Regions from separate parts of the Xenopus tropicalis genome. Here region 2 is linked to region 1. A link is a contact called in public Hi-C data. All regions are on one chromosome and are shown on one strand. The core of a region is the stretch at or near the end of the contact, and the rest is flanking DNA. Distances in the headings are between cores, read along the strand shown.

Evidence for each region. A called contact is a pair of places that touch in the nucleus more often than the background predicts.
Region 2: a contact with region 1 is called in a Hi-C map of tailbud embryo, with 3 times the contacts expected there. The contact joins the promoter of tm6sf2 here to the promoter of nr2c2ap in region 1. A contact is called at or near these places in 2 of 5 Hi-C or Micro-C datasets (brain and tailbud embryo).

The regions. Positions count from the first base shown.
Region 1 is chr1:113,910,416-113,915,422 of UCB_Xtro_10.0, reverse strand. It overlaps nr2c2ap (nuclear receptor 2C2-associated protein), which reads left to right and starts at 1,652. Exons shown (of 5, transcript NM_001016306.3): 1 at 1,652-1,785; 2 at 1,963-2,053; 3 at 2,890-2,995; 4 at 3,298-3,365; 5 at 4,687-5,007. The coding sequence starts at 1,748. The coding sequence ends at 4,794.
Region 2 is chr1:114,104,435-114,109,350 of UCB_Xtro_10.0, reverse strand. It overlaps tm6sf2 (transmembrane 6 superfamily member 2), which reads left to right and starts at 3,603. Exons shown (of 10, transcript NM_001128019.1): 1 at 3,603-3,745. The coding sequence starts at 3,654.

The sequences.
Region 1 (5,007 bases), core at 403-2,902:
AGTTCAACATATTGTACTTTTTATTAGGAGCCTGACAAAGCTCTGAATATTGAACTTTGTCTTAGGAAATGGCTCTCCATATTAAACACTGAAATAGACATAATTCTTAATATTATACTGTTGTGTGGACGCATAACTACATATTGTATTTGGCAAATAGAATCAGCTCTGAGTATGAAACTTTGCAGTGGAAAAACTTTGCATTTGCAGACAATGCTTTTAAATAAGAGCAACTGTGCCTGCTCTTCTATGTGAATCCACTGCATTTGCACTGAAAATGATGTTTGGATGTCACCATCAAAATTACATTAGTGCCTGATTCAGTAAGTGCAAGTTAGCTGTGTCAATTGATGATGGCCTGCACCCAGATCTACTGTGTTCCTCTGCATCAATAAATGCATTGTGGGAGATTCACATCAGAAAGGCAGACGAATGCAGCAGTGCCAAACAAAACTATGCAGAAATACTAAGAGTTGCTTTCGTACCCTAAATAAAAACCATTTTTTTTGCGAAATGACTGCAGAGGGCTCTGCCAACAAGCAGAATTGGCCCTAATCATCATCATTTATTAATCAAAAGAAAATGGCCTGTGCATGCATGACCATATACCCCTGATCCACCTCTGTTATGTCCAATTATGCTAAAACACCCATGATCCATTCAAATCCCACCCAGTCCCCCACATGTCCTGCTCCCGTTATGACCCACTAATCACATGTTCAAATCTCCTGGAGCCCCCTGTGCAGTGAGGACCCTGACTGCAGTATTCCCTGAAGCCCTAAAGGGAGAACCAATTTAATATTTATACCCTTGGTTTAGAATGAGAAGTTGGGCAGGCAGGTGTCTGTACATCTTTGGCCATATAGTGCATTTTATATAAAAATTGTTGTATGCTTTCAACAATTACATTAGGTAAAAGAGAGGTCTAAACCTAGCACCCCAGTTCTTGCTTGACTACAAATTAAAGGATCTTCCAACAAAAAGAGTCTGTTGCACTGTTAGAAGATCCAGCAAGAGGGAAGTATTGATTGTATTTCGCTTATAGCTAATAACTTTTTCTATTAGCAGTTAGTAAATACAGTGTTAGACTGGCCCACCAGGATACCAGGAAAACTCCCAGAGGGCCCAGGTGTCAGTGGGCCCTCCTGCTCCTAACTATTTGGCTTGTAAGCCTATACCATGGCCATTACTCAATTCTATATGAGAATAAATGGAGAAAAGGATAGATAATAGTATATACAAAGAAGTAATTAAGAGATTAAAGAACGTGAGTGAACAGAGAAGGGGAGAGTGGGCCTAAGGTCTAAGGTTTTCAGGTGGGCCTTTGGCACCCCAGTCCGAAACTGAGTAGTTAGGTCCCCTTTATTGGGGATATCAGTTACTTAAAATGACCATAGCTATTCAAACATAAAATTTAACACCACTTATATTCTATCCACTGTCACTTACTTCTACCCATAACTGTTCTCAATGGAATAACCTTACACCTACTTAGTTATCATTACCACCCTCCGGTCACATTATTCAACCTATAGGATTCATTTTCACAGACCTAAAATTGTAGTTATGTTGGGCAATGGCTCTCTCTGCTGCCCGGAAGGTGGCACTACAACCAGCCCCATGGAATAGTATTAACCAATCTTTACGCGAAGTATGGAGTGAGAGGTTTGGAACGCAATTGGAACGCACGGGTCCGTAACTAAAATATGCAATAATCATTCCTTCCGGGGATGCTCTTTACATCAAGATGGTAACGTCTGTGCTGAGCAGTGTGACTATAAGTAGGTGAGGTTCTCCAAGTAATCTATTTTCAGGGAAGGTAGAATAAGTACAAACGTTTCCTAGTAGAGGGGCGGCTGGGCAGTCAGTGTGACACGTGTCTGTGTTACACAAATACCGGGCTCGGATCTGCTCGGCGCTCACTACTGTTTAGTATCATAATAGTCTGTTCCTTATCTGCAGGGTCAGCTCTGTACTTAACCGAGATGTCAAGCAGTTTGGCAAACAATTTCTGTTCGATGGCAGGGAGGAGACATGCTGGAACTCGGATCAGGTGAGGGGGTTTCAGGGGGAGAGTTTGGTCTAAATTTGGCCATACAGAGCCTGATTTGGCTACCAACTGGATGGACCATGTGAATAATAATCTGTATATAATAATAATAATTTAAATAATAAAAAGAATAATAATTTGTCTCAACCTTGGGTTTGTGATTGGATCACACTGTTGATCTGCCAGGAGCTGACTACCTCACTGGTGTCTGATGTTCGGCTAGATATGAGTGGGGAGGCCATTGGCCATTTTGCATGTGTTGGCCACATGAAATGAGACTGGGGATCTATCATTGGCTCATAGCAGTCCAGCATTGCACAAAAAACTCCATTAGAAACTCTGGTTTCTTCCAGTTACTCAGAAATGGGTGGTGCTTTTTTCAGTGTAATGCAATGAAAACCCTAATGCCCTAGCTTCAGTTTAATTGGGCACACAAAATCTGGTGCCCCATGTCTAAATAATGCCTGTTTCATTTTAACTTCTATGTTATGTTCTAAACTACTGAGAACCGCGTTTGTAGGTTAAAGGGATACTATTCCCCCAAACATTGTACCCTTCCTTATACAGTTAGACCCTACAATCATTTTCTCTTATTGGTATCAAGTGTTTAGGGGTGGAGCACACAGAATATCACAAAATGGAGGCTCAAGGAAGACTAGATATTTACTCATATGTATTTGCCAAGTTGATAAGATTACTTTATAGGTCAGATGCTTACAGAATTGGCTTACAGCTGTAATTTATCTATAGACCCCCCACCCCAACCATATCTTTTCACATTTCTAGTAGGCAAAATATTTACCCCTAATTGGATTTTGTGATGTTTTTGTTGCTTATAGGGGTCGTGTCAGTGGGTTTTGATGGAATTTCCACAGAATGTATTAGTCTCTCAGATTCATCTTCAGTTCCAAGGAGGTTTTTCCTGCCAAACCTGTGCTCTAGAAGGTAAGCTGTGAAATGATGGACTTTTCAATCTGAGTACATTACTATAGTATTACTGTACTAAACAGAGTTGTTACCATTGACATTCCATTCTGAATGTCTTTTCACTAGGCTGCACAAGGATTAGGTAATTTTACATGAATAATGAGTCTCTGGTTCCGAGTAACTGCAGCTTTTTGCAGACAATGGCCAGACTTAGGCTGTACTATACATAAAGCTATCCAATAACATTATACAGAATAAAAGGGACTGTAAAGGGTTTTTAGTGAGTTATGAAAAACTGAATACATCTCTTTTGTTCCTAGGATGCTACAAAGATGGGGAATTGGTGAAGATAGCAGACTTCTACCCTGAAGACACCAACACTCTTCAAATATCCTTTTTTGCATTACATACCCTCTCTGATGTTATGAAAGCTCTGCTACAGTGATCCCCAACCAGTGGCTCAGGGGCAACATGTTGCTCACCACCCCCTTTGATGTTGCTCCCAGTGGCCTCAAAGTAGGTGCCAATTCTTTAATTTCTGGCTTGGAGGCAAATTTTCCAAGCAGAGCCTCCTGCAGGCCAGCAGTCCACATGGGGATACCAAATATCCAATCACTGCCCTTATTTGGTACCCCCAAAGAACTTTTTTCATGCTTGTGTAGCTCACCAACACTTTATACATCTGAGTGTAGCTCGCAAATAAAAAAATAAAAGGTTGGGGATCCCTGCTCTACTACATAGGCTTCTTTAAAAAAAAAACTGGGCATTTATAGGTTTGTGATGCCCAAGTGGTCCACAGTGATAGTTAACCAGAACAATTGAATTCTGACAAAATCGATTACAGTGTTGCTGCAGCCACAATACCTCCCTGATGCCTAAGCAGTACCAAAAGTCCGGTTATTATTTGTTTCTCTTTATGGGAGCTTGCAGCAATATAACAGCCAGAATGGCTCCTTAGGCAATCGGGCATCTATTTTAAGATGTCCGTTGCACCAAAAATATAAAACTTGGAGGGGAAAACTGCAATATCCTGAGATACCAAGTGCTTGGGGTTGGTAAGGCCACAACAACTGTTTCAATTTTGTGATTGATCATATAAAAGAAAAACCCCTGCTTGGGGCTGTAATTGGTAGCAATAAACATGTTTTGGCACTGGTGAAATGTGCGTACTGACACCCACACTCATATAGTTCTTAAAGAACCTTCACTCGCACATAGCAAATGCATTTCTACACACATACTGATGCAAGAACATCCTTACACTAACACACATTCATACACTGATTAACTTGTTTAGATATAAAAACATACATCACTTACATCACATACATCACTTTTCACATTCAGATGGAATGAAAAAGTAAGGCACCATAGGTATATGTCTCTATAGCAGTGGTTCTCAACCTTCCTAATGCCGTGACCCTTTAATACAGTTCCTCCTGTTGTGGTGACCCCCAACCATAAAACTTTTTCAAACGACCCTTTCACAGGGGTCGCCTAAGACCATCGGAAATATGTGTTTTCCGATGGTCTTAAGCGACCCCTGTGAAAGGGTCGTTTGACCCCCAAAGGGGTCCTGACCCACAGGTTGAGAACCGCTGCTCTATAGCAAGATGCACTTCATGCATTACTGTCTAGATTTTTGGTTTAATTGCAAATTGTATTCCTTGATTGAGCTCCTGTTTGATCTCTTAACTCCTTTCCTTCACAAATTTACTTTTGCTGAGCAGTCAGTCAGCAAGCTCAGGGTTTCATTTCTAAACAGTACTGATTTCTTTGGGAGGATAACGCTTTACCATTTGGATGTTCTTGGATAGAAATATAACAACGTCTTCAGCAACTGAATTAAGCACTGTACCAACACTGCCCAGATTGTTCCGGACAGGACAGAAGTTGGGTCACACATTACATCCAATTCTGCCCCCTCTCTAGGCTGGACCATTGCTGCCTGTTATGAAGGGATATCAAGTGGCGCTGTCAGGTTCTTCTCTTACAGGCTATTTAGGAAATAAAACATAACACTGCCATAC
Region 2 (4,916 bases), core at 2,354-4,853, 190 kb before region 1:
AAGTACTTGTTGGTATATTATTTTTATTTGATACTGAGGGCTACCTTTATACAATAAAAAAGGTACACTAATAGCTAGGCAACAATAAACAAATAAAGGGCATTTCAACAGCTAGCATCCATATCCATGTTTTACTTCAGTAATGTGTAACATGGTACTTTGCTGCACAGAGTGTCTGGTAATCCACGGAATGATCCTTTCTGCTAGAGACACCTTGTTCAGCCCTGAGCAAACAGTGCAAAGTTTATTCCCAAGGCTCAAATAAATGTTCCATATCTACAGATATAGGGACCTGTGATAGGGAGGATCTCCTGGCAGCTATGGAGTACTGAGTCATGGTTTGTGGGCCCCACTCAGAAGGTTGTGCATTAATGGCCAGGGCTATTAAATCACAGCTTCCCTAACGACTGGGAATGTTCTGGGTGCCTAAAACCTCCTTGTTAATCTTCTTTCAGTAAAAATCCAAATTTGCATATTCAAATATTGGGGAAAAAGGGCATTCATTGTGGAAAAAATGTCATGTTCTGTTGTCTTGTCATGTGATTTTAAGTGTTTGGATTTGGTTCAAATAAACTCATTTGGGTAAATCCAAATCCAAGTTCCACGGTCCATCTAAATCCCAAATCAGGAGATGCAATGGCCTTATATATTCTTGCAATAGGGAAAAAAATTTTTAGGAAAATGTTTTTACCACATACCTAAGTTAAAATCAGCAAATTTGTTGCACTAACTTTATCACAATAAATGTTGTATTGTGAGGTTATAACGATTTGAGTGTTTTTTTCTGACATAAACAGTTACCAAAGATGATTTGCATGTTATAAATCTGAATTTAGAACCCAGATGCTCTTACACAAGGAGTCTAAAGCTGGCCATACAAATAAAGTAGGGATGCACCGACTCCAGGATTTGGCCTTTTTCAGCAGGATTCAGCTGAATCCAAGTGCCTGGATGAACTGATTCTGAATCCTTAAAAATCACATGACTTTTCATAAAATTGGAGTTTTTTTTACCACGTGGGCAGTGCATGGTTCCCTATAACTCTCTCTGTGGCCTAACTTGCGTATGTAGATTAGGGTTTGAATTCGGTTCAGGAGTCAGCTGAATCTTTCACAGTGGATTAGGGGTTTGTCCGAATCCGAAAATAGTGGATTTGGTGCATCCCTAATATAAAGATCTTTCCTGATATGACTACCTTAAGGTGGGAAATACTAGGCTGATAACAACAACAGTAAATGTAGGCCATTGAGTGAGAACTGCGTCAATGAAGTCCTTGCCCCAAGGGGATGTTTAAGCCTGTCTGATCAACATCTACCCAATTTTCAGGGTTTCCATCAGGGGTCCCCATACACCAGTCAGTGAGCTGTCGACATAGTCCTGAAGGACCAAATAAACAGCTTTTATCGGCCTGTGTATGGCCACCTTACAGCTTATGGAACACTCTACATTATTCTGATGTGTTGTGTGTGTGTGTGTACAATCCAAGGTGCTTTCATTCTGACACACAATGGTCTTTTTCATCAGTAGTCAATTAACCTGCCTATATGTGTTATGGATTTGAAGAACTGGAGTACAAGGGAAGAAATCCACTTGCACAGGACATAATATACACAGTTATAAGCACAATAATGTAATACTATGCTATCCTGATATGCAGGATCAGGTGCTGTACACCCTATTGTAATAATTATTTTTTGTTCCAGTCACTGCACTTGCATCCAGTTTTGCCTACATTAAATACTTTGTGTAGCATCTTATTTACAATCCAATGGTTTGGTTGTTTTTTTGCCTCCCTAAGGGCAATGACACACAGAGTTACTTGTAGCCAGCTGCTTGTCGCAGCTACAAAATAGACAATAATTGGTCTATTGTCCAAGACATTGTCTCTACATGTCTTTTAGCAAAGACAATTCTCTGTATTGTCTATGGCAGGGTATTTTCTGGCATTTTGTAGCTGCAATAAGTAGCTCTATGTGTAATAGCCCTAAAGCTTCACCAGAGGAGACCATATGAACTTATGGGGCTTATTTATCAATGGCTGAGTGAGAGATTTAAAAAAATATGGTTTGGTTTCTTTAAAGCTTCCTGTTTTTTTACAGCTGTATTCCCTCTCCAGATTAAAAAAAAGCCATGAAAAGGAGTTAAAAGCACTATTAACGTTAATGTCTTAAGTCCGCCCTCAGGGAAAAAAAAAAGACAGGTTAGCAGATCTAGGTCAGGGCAGGAGTCCTGTGTCTGCAGGAACTGTGATAAGCAAAGGGGCATAGTTCAGACACAGCTCATCAAATGCACCCACACAGGAGTCAATAGATTAGTGCCTGAATGCCTTTTGTGTGTATGGTTTTAAATAGGGTTCCTAAAACACATATCTGCAGTAGTTAACTATCTCTGCAAATATACTGATGGTTCAGACATAGAATCTCTGTGATGTTGCTGATGAAAGAAAAATGGTATATAATATCTTGGCGTTGTGACCCTGCTCTACGCATGACCTGCAGAGTATTCAAACTGACTCACCTAAGAAATAACCCACATGTTTGTATTACTATTAAACTTGCTCATGCAACATTGTATTACTAAAGCATATTAGGCAGAGTGGTATTTCATTTTGAATATACCAAAAAAGTTAACACTATATATATACTTCTGCTCCACCGCACCTGGCTTACTGCCTGTGCCAGAGGGGTCATTAGTCTGAAATGCTTGGCAACAAGAAGGCATATTTATGTTGCTTCCATATATTTTGTTTTTGATGTTATTATTTTAAAAGTTTCTGTCATATCTGCCCCTCTCCAATTCATCTTTCTGTCTACTTTTAGATTGCTAATGTACACGGGACCCTTGCAACAAGAACAATAGGGTCTCTCTGAAGGATAAGCAGTGAGTCTAGACTTTATAAGGGCTGTGACACACAGGGAGATTAGTCGCTCCGTGACAAAACTCCCAACATACCGGCAACTAATCTCCCCTCAATGCTATCCCGCAGCGCCACAATTTGCCAAAGTCACCAAAGTTTCCTTTCAAGGCAACTTTGGCAAATCTCCCACGTATGCCATCCCACCAGCAATTTACATTCTAACCGGTGGAATGGCATTGAGGGGAGATTAGTCACACACGACATGGGAGATTTGTTGTGGTGCGAATAATCTCCCCGTGTGTCACAGCCCTAAGTTTGTGCTGAGAGCCACCCAAGCCACTGCTTCTGATTAAAAAGAGATTTTTCTAAGGTGTTGATGATAGATGGAGAGTTTATGTGTGTTGTAGTCCAACAGTAGAGGGATGCAGGTGGGGCCTTTTAGCTCAGAAGTGTTCTTTTAAGGTATGATGTATTTATGCTAAAGCGTATTTATACGAAATTCCCTTCCCCTGCACATTGTAGCTCTCGCCAATCTGTGCAGGGGTTAACAGAGTCCGTGTCCGATTATCAGCATGCGAACTGTGTTGCAATGTTAGTCAGCTTAGAGGTATAAGAAAGTTAAGTGAACTTTGTACAGGATGAAATCGAAGCTGTGCTTTCAGTCAGGCAGTTCCCCCTCTACCAGCAACCAATCTCCTTCAGCTGTAAAGAAGTATAACCCGTCTGGTGGGTAGCATAGACTCCTGCACTTCCCAGTCAGCTCCAGAGTAATAAGGGCCTGCGTTTATTATCTACCATGCGTCTTCCGGAGCCAGGAGGGCCCTTCCTGCTCTCCCTCACCGCCTTGCCTGTCTCCTATGTGGTGAACTCCCTTTCTGTCGTATCAGAGTGAGTACACACCACCGACTTCAATTTAGCAATAGCAGCAGCTTCAAATGTGTGAATGTTGTGTCTGTAGGGCAGCCAGAGGCACAGACTGTCACCCAGTAGTTACAATACTTCCAGTATAAAAGGGGGGCTCATATGTTATAATTACTGTAACTCCTAGGGTTACAACTCAGCAACGAGTAAAGGGCAGGTAGAATGCAGGCTGTGGAGCAGTTACTGTCTGTGGATGACCATACCTGCTAAACAGTAAAGAATTTAGACTGTAAGCCTTACAGGCAGGGCCCTCATATCATACTGTAAGTATAAGATCGATTATTCGGAATGTTTGGGACTGGGGGTTCTCCAAAAAATTGATTTTTCTGTAATTCGATCAGCATACTTTAACAATCATTCATTAAAACATACATATATACATACATAATTCTAACAGGATTATTGTGCTACCAGTATGGATTTATGAAGTTTAGTTACTATCAAGTACAAGGTACTTTTTCTACCTTTACAGATAGAAAGGAAATCATTTTTAAAAATTAGAATTATTTGATTAAATTGGAGTCTACGGAAGATGGCCTTCCTGTAATTGGGATAACAGGTTTCCGGATAAGGGATCCCATACCTGTATTGGCTTGCTAATTGTTATATACCCATCTGTACAGCAGAATATGTTGCACCTGACAGTTGTGGGCAATGTGGCAAAATTAATGCAACTGCATGTGCATTTTGTGACAAATTGGACTCCATTGAGCTTAAGTCCATCTGGCGTCATTTCTGGTGTGTGATTAACATCTGTTTAAGGTTCTCTAGGCGCAAGTCTGCTGCACCTATTAAAACAGGGCGCTAAGAAAAACCCTGGACCTACCGCCTGGTCAGAAGGTGGCAGTAAAGCGATGCCTCAGTAGGTGCAGCAAAGCCCATTTTGAAAGCAAGGCAGGAAGGACTGTCACAGTGCACAACTTTAGGAGTGCATTTTGATGCAAGTGCCTTTAATTATAGTAGATTTTTAAAAAAAATAAGCCCTACTGTGTCTCATTCTATATTTCCATAATAAATTAGTACCATTTTAGTGACCATACCTCTCTTGTATGAGGCACTGGGCTCAGATACAAAGGGCATGCATAAATGCTGGGTTACATCATCCTTTGAATTACATCACCCAGTGAATTCACAGAGC